Linked DNA regions of Anser cygnoides: region 1 is linked to region 2. The links are chromatin contacts, called in public Hi-C maps. All regions are on one chromosome and are shown on one strand. Each heading gives the region's core, a stretch centred on a gene start, on an enhancer-like site or on the middle of the called end of the contact. The rest is flanking DNA. Distances are from core to core; before and after follow the strand shown. Region 1 holds the start of RTCB (RNA 2',3'-cyclic phosphate and 5'-OH ligase). Region 2 holds the start of TIMP3 (TIMP metallopeptidase inhibitor 3).

Evidence for each region. Hi-C and Micro-C count contacts between places; a contact is called where the count stands out from the background.
Region 1: a contact with region 2 is called in a Hi-C map of liver, with 1.9 times the contacts expected there. The contact joins the promoter of RTCB here to the promoter of TIMP3 in region 2. A contact is called at or near these places in 3 of 7 Hi-C or Micro-C datasets (granulosa cells and liver).

Annotation. Positions count from the first base shown.
Region 1 is chr1:58,065,248-58,068,733 of Taihu_goose_T2T_genome, forward strand. It overlaps RTCB (RNA 2',3'-cyclic phosphate and 5'-OH ligase), which reads left to right and starts at 1,724. Exons shown (of 12, transcript XM_048071268.2): 1 at 1,724-1,886; 2 at 1,977-2,055; 3 at 2,227-2,294. The coding sequence starts at 1,794. It overlaps LOC106035898 (BPI fold-containing family C protein), which reads left to right. Exons shown (of 16, transcript XM_013181014.3): 16 at 759-1,177. The coding sequence ends at 800.
Region 2 is chr1:57,914,001-57,917,814 of Taihu_goose_T2T_genome, forward strand. It overlaps TIMP3 (TIMP metallopeptidase inhibitor 3), which reads right to left and starts at 1,948. Exons shown (of 5, transcript XM_013180857.3): 1 at 1,515-1,948. The coding sequence starts at 1,638. The region is part of intron 8 of SYN3 (synapsin III); the gene reads left to right.

The DNA of each region.
Region 1 (3,486 bases), core at 474-2,973, 150 kb after region 2:
TGCAAAGAAAGAGTGAAAAATATGTACCTTGCAGCAGCCTGGTATGCAATCCCTACAAATTATTGTTTGGAGACTGCTTTAGGTAACACTAGTTGCCAACAACCTTATAGACTAATTATGAAGGATTTTAGTGGTTTTGTGGGACCCATTCCACACCTCACTTTCTCTAGTCACTCTTCTTGTCAGTAACGAGAATTGAGAGGACACAGGAGAACTGTTCAGTGTGAATGGGTTTCCCAAGTAAAAGGTAACTCTATAGTCTCCACTTCCAGTTCTAGTCTGTTGGCTGTAGTTGAGAGGAAGGAAGACAGTTCTTCATGCTTTTCAGAGATAAGTATATTAGACTGTGGTGGACTGCTCTCTGAAGGTTTGTTGCCCTGTATGCACTGACAATGGGGGAAGCCCAAAGGGCAAATTTAGATTACATGACTAATTCTAAAATGGCTCAAATTAGGTTTAAAAAAAAGATAATCCCACTTTGTGATGATTGTCTAGCTGCCTCAAGGCTCAAATGAACTTTCCTGGGTAGGCTGGATGATCTTTAGATGTCTCTTCCATTGCTAGCATGACACAAAGGGATAGCACACTAGGCGATGAAAGTTTGAAGGACCGTTTAGTAGAACTTGGAAGTAAAAAGTCTCAACTGTTTTCAGTATTTTTTGTTTGGTTTTTTTTAACATTAGGATAGAGTTGAATTTAATAAATAACTAAAATATTCTGTAATTCATAGCATTCAGTGACTGTTCTTCTTCCTGCAGGGCTATGTGTTGATTTCTACTGATGTTCACTACAACTATTAAAGGAGAAGAGTGACCATTTGTTAGGCATGAATTTAAATCAATAAAGTGACTCTGAAGGCTGAACAACTGTATACTTCTCCTGAAACATCTCACCTGAGTCCTGATGAGAGCAGTGGCCTGGTTTGGTGGGGTGGGAGGGAGTGCTCAGAAATCTGGAGAAATGGTTAGGCTTCACAAGGGTGATAACAAGCAGACTCAGGGGCAAGCAAGATGCATGCCTGGCATTATTTATTCTGGAGTTTATCTGATGTAAAACTGTTTTTAAAAAGATTAATGCCTCTCTTGAAATAAAGTCTTGTCTACACACTTCCTGGAAGATGCTATAGTCTCTCAAGTGAAGAAAAAGTACATTGTCAAAATGTAGCTAAGGCAGGCATGTCTACTACTGTTTTGACTATAATAATCTCAAGTAACTTCCTTTTCAAGGTGATGCATTAAATACGTTGTGAGCACTCTCCAGAGCTACACCAGATGGGGAACTGTCCTGCCTACAGTGGGAACTAAACTACTACCATAAATGTTAACAAAGCTGCAAAAGCGATTCTATTATATGGGTTCAAGAGACCAAGGGCTGACTGTTTTCATGTCTTTAGGGCTTTTTGATAGCCCCTCTCCCCTGGTGGCTCCAAAATCCCCCACATGACATTGCTTAGCCACCTCAGCTACAATCCTTGAACGTTTCGGTGCGCGTTTCTCTTAAAAGCCTAATTCTGCACCGTCTTCGTCAGCGTTCCCCGGGGTGCAGAGGTACTTTATTCTCCCCGCACTTCGGTGCGAGGCCTTTCCCCTTCCGTGCCGCCAGCCCAGCGGGCCTGCTCCGCGTTACCTCCCTCCATCCCCCACACAGACGTTTGGGGACGGCGGCAGCCCGGCCCTACACCGCCAGGGGGAGCCGGGCGGAGGAGGATTTGTCCCTGGGCGGCCGCCGTCCGCTCTTACCGGCGGGGCTGAGGTGGCGGCGGGGAGCGGGATCGGGATCGGGAGGGCGCCGCCATGAGCCGCAGCTACAACGACGAGCTGCAGTTCCTGGACAAGCTGGACAAGAACTGCTGGCGGATCAAGAAGGGCTTCGTGCCCAACATGCACGTGCGTGGGGAGGGCTCGGGGTTGGGGGGGGGGGAAGGCCCGGCGGGGCCCGGTCGCGCTGACGGCTCTCCACCCCCCCCATCCCCGCAGGTGGAGGGTGTTTTCTACGTGAACGACCCGCTGGAGAAGCTGATGTTCGAGGAGCTGCGCAACGCCTGCCGTGGTGGGGGTGAGTGCCGTGGTGTGGTGTGGGCCCGCTGCCCCCTCAGAGCCAGCCCTGGGCCGGCTGTGGGGGAGCCCCGGGGTATGAGCAGGCCACGTACAAGGTGCCTCGTTGTAGTAATTTATCAGATTTTTTTACACTTTTTTCACTCTTTTCTTTTTTTTTTTTTTTTTTTAGGTGCGGGTGGGTTTTTGCCTGCTATGAAGCAGATTGGGAACGTGGCAGCGTTACCTGGCATCGTTCACGTGAGTAACTGCTTCGGAAAATGCTCTTTGCTGCTCCATTGTGGGAAGAGCTGTGGACCAAAGCTGGTTTTAGGATGGTTGGCGTGTTAGGAACCTGTCTCTGAGTAAGGAGTGATTGCAAGGACAGGCTGTAAAATTAGCTTGTCAGAAATGAAGGTATTCTCTTCACTTACTTCTGTGCGCTTGCAGCCCAGAAGGCCAAGTGGATCCTGGGCCACATCAAAAGCGGAGTGGCCAGCAGGGTGAGGGAGGGGATTGTCCCCCTCTGCTCTGCCCTTGTGAGGCCCCACTTGGTGTACTGCATCCAGGTCTGGGGCCCCCAGCACAAGAAGGATGTGGGGCTGTTAGAACAGATCCAGAGGAGGGCCGCAAAGATGATCAAGGGGCTGGAGCACCTCTCCTACGAAAAAGGCTGAGATAGCTGGGGATGTTCAGCCTACAGAAGAGAAGGCTCTGGGGTGACCTCATTGCAGCTTTTCAGTACTTAAAGGGGGCTTATAAAAAAAAAGGAGAGCAGCGCTTTGCTCAGATAACGACAGGACAAGAGAGAATAGTTTTAAACTAAAAGAGCCGAGATTTAGATTGGAGGTTAGGGGGAAATTCTACACTCACGGGGTGGTGAGGCACTGGAACAGGTTACCTAGAGAGGTGGTGAATGCGCCATCCCTGGAGGTGTGCAAGACCAGGTTGGATGAGGCACTGGAACTAGGTGGTCTTCAAGGTCCCTTCCAACTCGAGCCCTTCTAAGATTCACCGATTGCCTTTTTACACGAAGCCTGTTTGGCTTTGCTATTTTTGGCTATTTCAATTTGCTTTAGCCGCCTTTTCTCCACTGCTGGTACGGTCAGTTTGTTGTTTCTGAGTCGTCCCTGCTGACCTGCAGTGCCTGGGGAAGCGAGGAGACAGCAGAAGGTGACAGTGTTGTCTGTGTTATCATCGCTGCCCTAGCGTTGGCAGTGAGCCTTCCCCTGCATTCAACACTCTTTTACCTGGCCCCACACATTTTAGAAATGAAGCAGAAGGATGTCGGAGGAGCGTACTAAGCTGTACCACTCTTCAGTAAGCTTAAACTACAGTGTGAAAATTATCTTTTTCATGTTCAGTATCGCTTATATTAATAATTAACAAGTACCAGAATTGTGGTGTGGTTTTTTTTAATTGTTTCTTATGGTGACTCAGCAAAAGTTTTCAA
Region 2 (3,814 bases), core at 698-3,197:
GCTGCCAAGTCCCTTTCTTCCCCACAACGTGTTTTATAACGCAGCATGCAGTTTCATCTGTCCCACGGCCACACCAGCACCCTGCCCTCAGTTCCCATGGAGACGGTGAACTCCGCCACAGCCAGAAAGCCTTAGCATGTTTTTTGCCATAAAAAAAAAAAAAAAAAAAAAAAAACGTGACAGCGTTTGCTAAAAATCAGCCTGCAGGAGCATCACATTTTCCAGACAGTTCTAGCAAATTTAGCACGTTCGAGCAAAGGATTTTCTTTTGCTTCAGCCTATCACCGAGAACTGAGGTCTTAACCAAACGTGCACGTAAGTCATCTTCCAGCTCAAGCTGCTCTTTCCCCGCGTGCTTCTCTGCACTACCAGGATGCCTGCAGGCATCACGACCCCCCCCTGGCATCAGCCTGAGAGCTGCCACAACCCCGAGCAAAGCCAAGGCACGAGATACAACGAAGACTGCAGGGCAGAGAGCAGGAAGGTGACGGACATGACTTTGAACTCCATCAGAAGCCCAAGCAATAAACAGGAAAACTTCACGCCCCAAAGTTTAGGAGCGCTGCCATGTGAAACTTAGCAGTTTGCCCTGCTCCTAGCCATTTACCCATCTGGCAGAAATTCACTGGCATCAGGGTCTGTTCACAACAACAACTTATTTAACATCAGCTTTCTTAAAACTGAACTGAAAACAGCCCCGATCTGCTCCAGCATGACCTGAGCGGAGCAGGAAAGCAGACCCGCTCCCAAAACGCAGCAAACGAAGGCCACACGCTGTGTGTGCAGCTTTAGCTGTGCAAAAATGGTCTCCCAGCCTTACTTTCACAGCAAGGACAAGCTCCTGGCTGCGGCACGTCGGTGGCACGCTTGTTGATCCAGGCTAAAGAAGAGGCAGTAACAAGCAGAGCTTTGAACAGCGCAGTTTCCTGGAAGGATTCCCCAGTCTAAAACTGTTTTATAAATATTTTCCAGGCTCTCATCAGGCAGGGAAGCTGAACCTGCAGTGGCTTTTTCTGGCACTCAGGAGCAGACGCTCCACAGAGACCAGACACGGATAACCGCGCACAGCCACGGTGTTGGTACAGAGGAGTTAAAGGCAGGAGACAGAATGATTTTGCCAGCAAGTTTGGCCAACTTTAAAGCCACTGGCAGGGCTCGTGGTAACGGGTGCCCCGCCAAAGTGAGAACCGATGTCCTGTCAGACTCCCACAGCACCTACCGGGGGGGTTTCTTTGCAGACTCTGGCATCAGCCAGGTGTGGGTACCAGTATTGTGAAGCCCCCCGGCACCCTTCACACCACTCAAACCACCTGCGGAGGTGCCAGAAACCCTCGCCCATGCGCCCCGCTCGCCAGGTGCCCTGGGGACACCACCGATTCCTCTCGCATGCAGCCCCCAGGGCTCGCCCCAACGCCTCCCCCCGCCGCCCACCGCCCCGTTTCGGGCCGGGGACGGAGCCCCGGGGTCTCGCCTCTCCCCCCACAAACCGAGGAGGCTCCGTCGGCGGCACTCACCGATGTCGGAGTTGCAGAAAGCGTCCTGCGGGTGGATGGGGACGCAAGTGCAAGCCTCCACCACGGCGTCCCGCAGGCTCCAGCTGCAGAGAGCCAGGGCGAGGAAGCCGAGCCACGCCGTCATGATGCCCCCCGGGGCTCACCCCTTCGCTTGTGCGGAGCGAGAGGGCAGGAGCCTCCTTTCCTAGGAGCCTCCTTTCCTAGGAGCCTCCCTTTGCACAACGCTGCCCCTCTTCGCTGGACGGGACGGTGCAAGCCCGAGAGCGCGGTGCAAGGCGATGCACTGGTGCAAGGCGATGCACTGGTGCAAGGCGATGCACTGGTGCACGCTGCCGCACGGTGCGCGCTGCCGCTGCTGCCGCCGCTGCTGCACGGTGCACGACGTCGCTGCGCGGCGCGGCGCGGCACGGCGCCGAGTTATAGCCCCGATCGCGCCCGCTCGGGCCGCGGGCAGTGCCGCCGCCGCCGCCGCCGGCCAATGGGAGCCCCGCATTACCTCATCGGCGGGAGCGGCCGGCGGGACGGGGAGGGGCCGCGGCCGCCGCTTCAGCGCCTTATAGGGAATAGTGCGGCCGTTTGGGCGGGCGGTTACCTGCGCCGCCGGCCGCCCTGAGGGGAAGCTCGCCAAGCCGTCCCCGTCCCGCAGAAACTTGGCCGTGCCCCCTCCCCGGGTTTACTGAGAGACCCCCTCAGTGCCTGCACGGCTCTGGTCCCCCCTGCCCGGCTTTGGTCCCCCCGAGCCCCGCTGGGGTCTGCCTCCCCTCAGGGTGGCAGCCCGGAGGACGGGCAGAAACGTCCCCGAAGCCCTCCGGGGTTCGCTTTCCAAGCTCGGGCTGTTCCCCTCCGGGCGGTCTCGGCTGGCTGTAAAGTGTTTTTTAAAGCTGGAGGAGGTGAAAGGGAGTAGTGCTGTAAAGTGCTCTCATGGAGCAACCAGAAAACGCAAGGGGAGCACTGCGCGTTGCTGCTTTTCCCCTCTCAGCACGCAGCGGATGGAGAAGAAGGACGAGACCTTAGCCAGGATTTCATCCTGTGTATTTTCATCCCCCTCAAATGCTCCTTCTCCTGCCACCCTGCCACCACCCATTCCCCTTCTCTTCCCCTCCTCAGGATTTTCAGTCAGCGACTTTTCAGTCGCTGGTCACATCTGCCCGGGCACTCCCGACATTTAATCTCGAAGTGTGTTTTAGCAGAGCAGCTTTAGCAGAATTTATAGAAAAGTCCTGTTTGTTTTGTTTTCCCTTATCCCCTTTTGGAACAGTAAATTTCTATCAGCTGTAGAAATGTAAATGTTATAGTAGAGCCGGGGCTGCGACGAAGGAGATTGCCAGCTGCAGGATACAGACATCCTCATTATCCTGCAGAGGGGACCGAGGGGCGATTAATCACAGTATCAAACCAGTATATATAATGTCAGAGTACTTTCCATGGGGTTTACAAGACTTAAGCATGTCTAGTTATAAATTATGCTGGTATTAAAGGCCAGGGACCAGCTGTCCTAAATTTCTAAATAGTCAGCTAAGTCTTTAGATTTACAATTCTTCTCCATCTGGGTGAAGCACAGCCTGACTACACCTTTTCTTGAATCACGCCATCCCTATAAAATTAAAACCTCCAGTCTTATGGAAACACAGGCTTTTATTTGGAGCATGGGTATACAAAAGCATCGAGATGGGTGTTGCTAGCAGTGATCAAGGTTGCAAAGCAAACAGAGGAAAATGCAGGTTCCTCTCCTCGCTGTGACACAGCCAACCTGTGTGACAGCTTCGTCTCGCTGTGCTTCAAATCCCAATCCATGTAATGGGGATAATGGTGATGGAGCTTCACAGGAATGTCTGTTAGTGAATGCAGTGAAAAAAAAAAATCAGATGGTGTGGAGGTGATAATGGGTCATAGAAGTACGTATGAGCTAGGGCATTAAACAAGGCTTTAGATTTAGGTATGTCACTGTCAGAATCATTTGGCTTCAAATCGCAGTACGAGAACACCCCTGCGAAAAACTCCTTAGGTATTTGGGCTGTCAGCTGGAGGTACTGCAGCTGAAGCTGAATCTGTCAGATTGGACTGTCATTTCCATTTTACTGGGTGTAAACAAGGAACAACCCCACTGACCTCAGTGGAGTAACACGGGAGAAAAATGAGGTGTGTCCGGTACTTTCATTTTTTCTTTGTTGTTCTAAAAAGGTTTGATATCACCAACATCATGATACACCTGATCTATCAACATCTCAGATCGGTATCTGAGAGAAGCTCAGTTATTCCATAACCTGACACTGTGTAAATAAGGGAGACTTTGGCCCTCA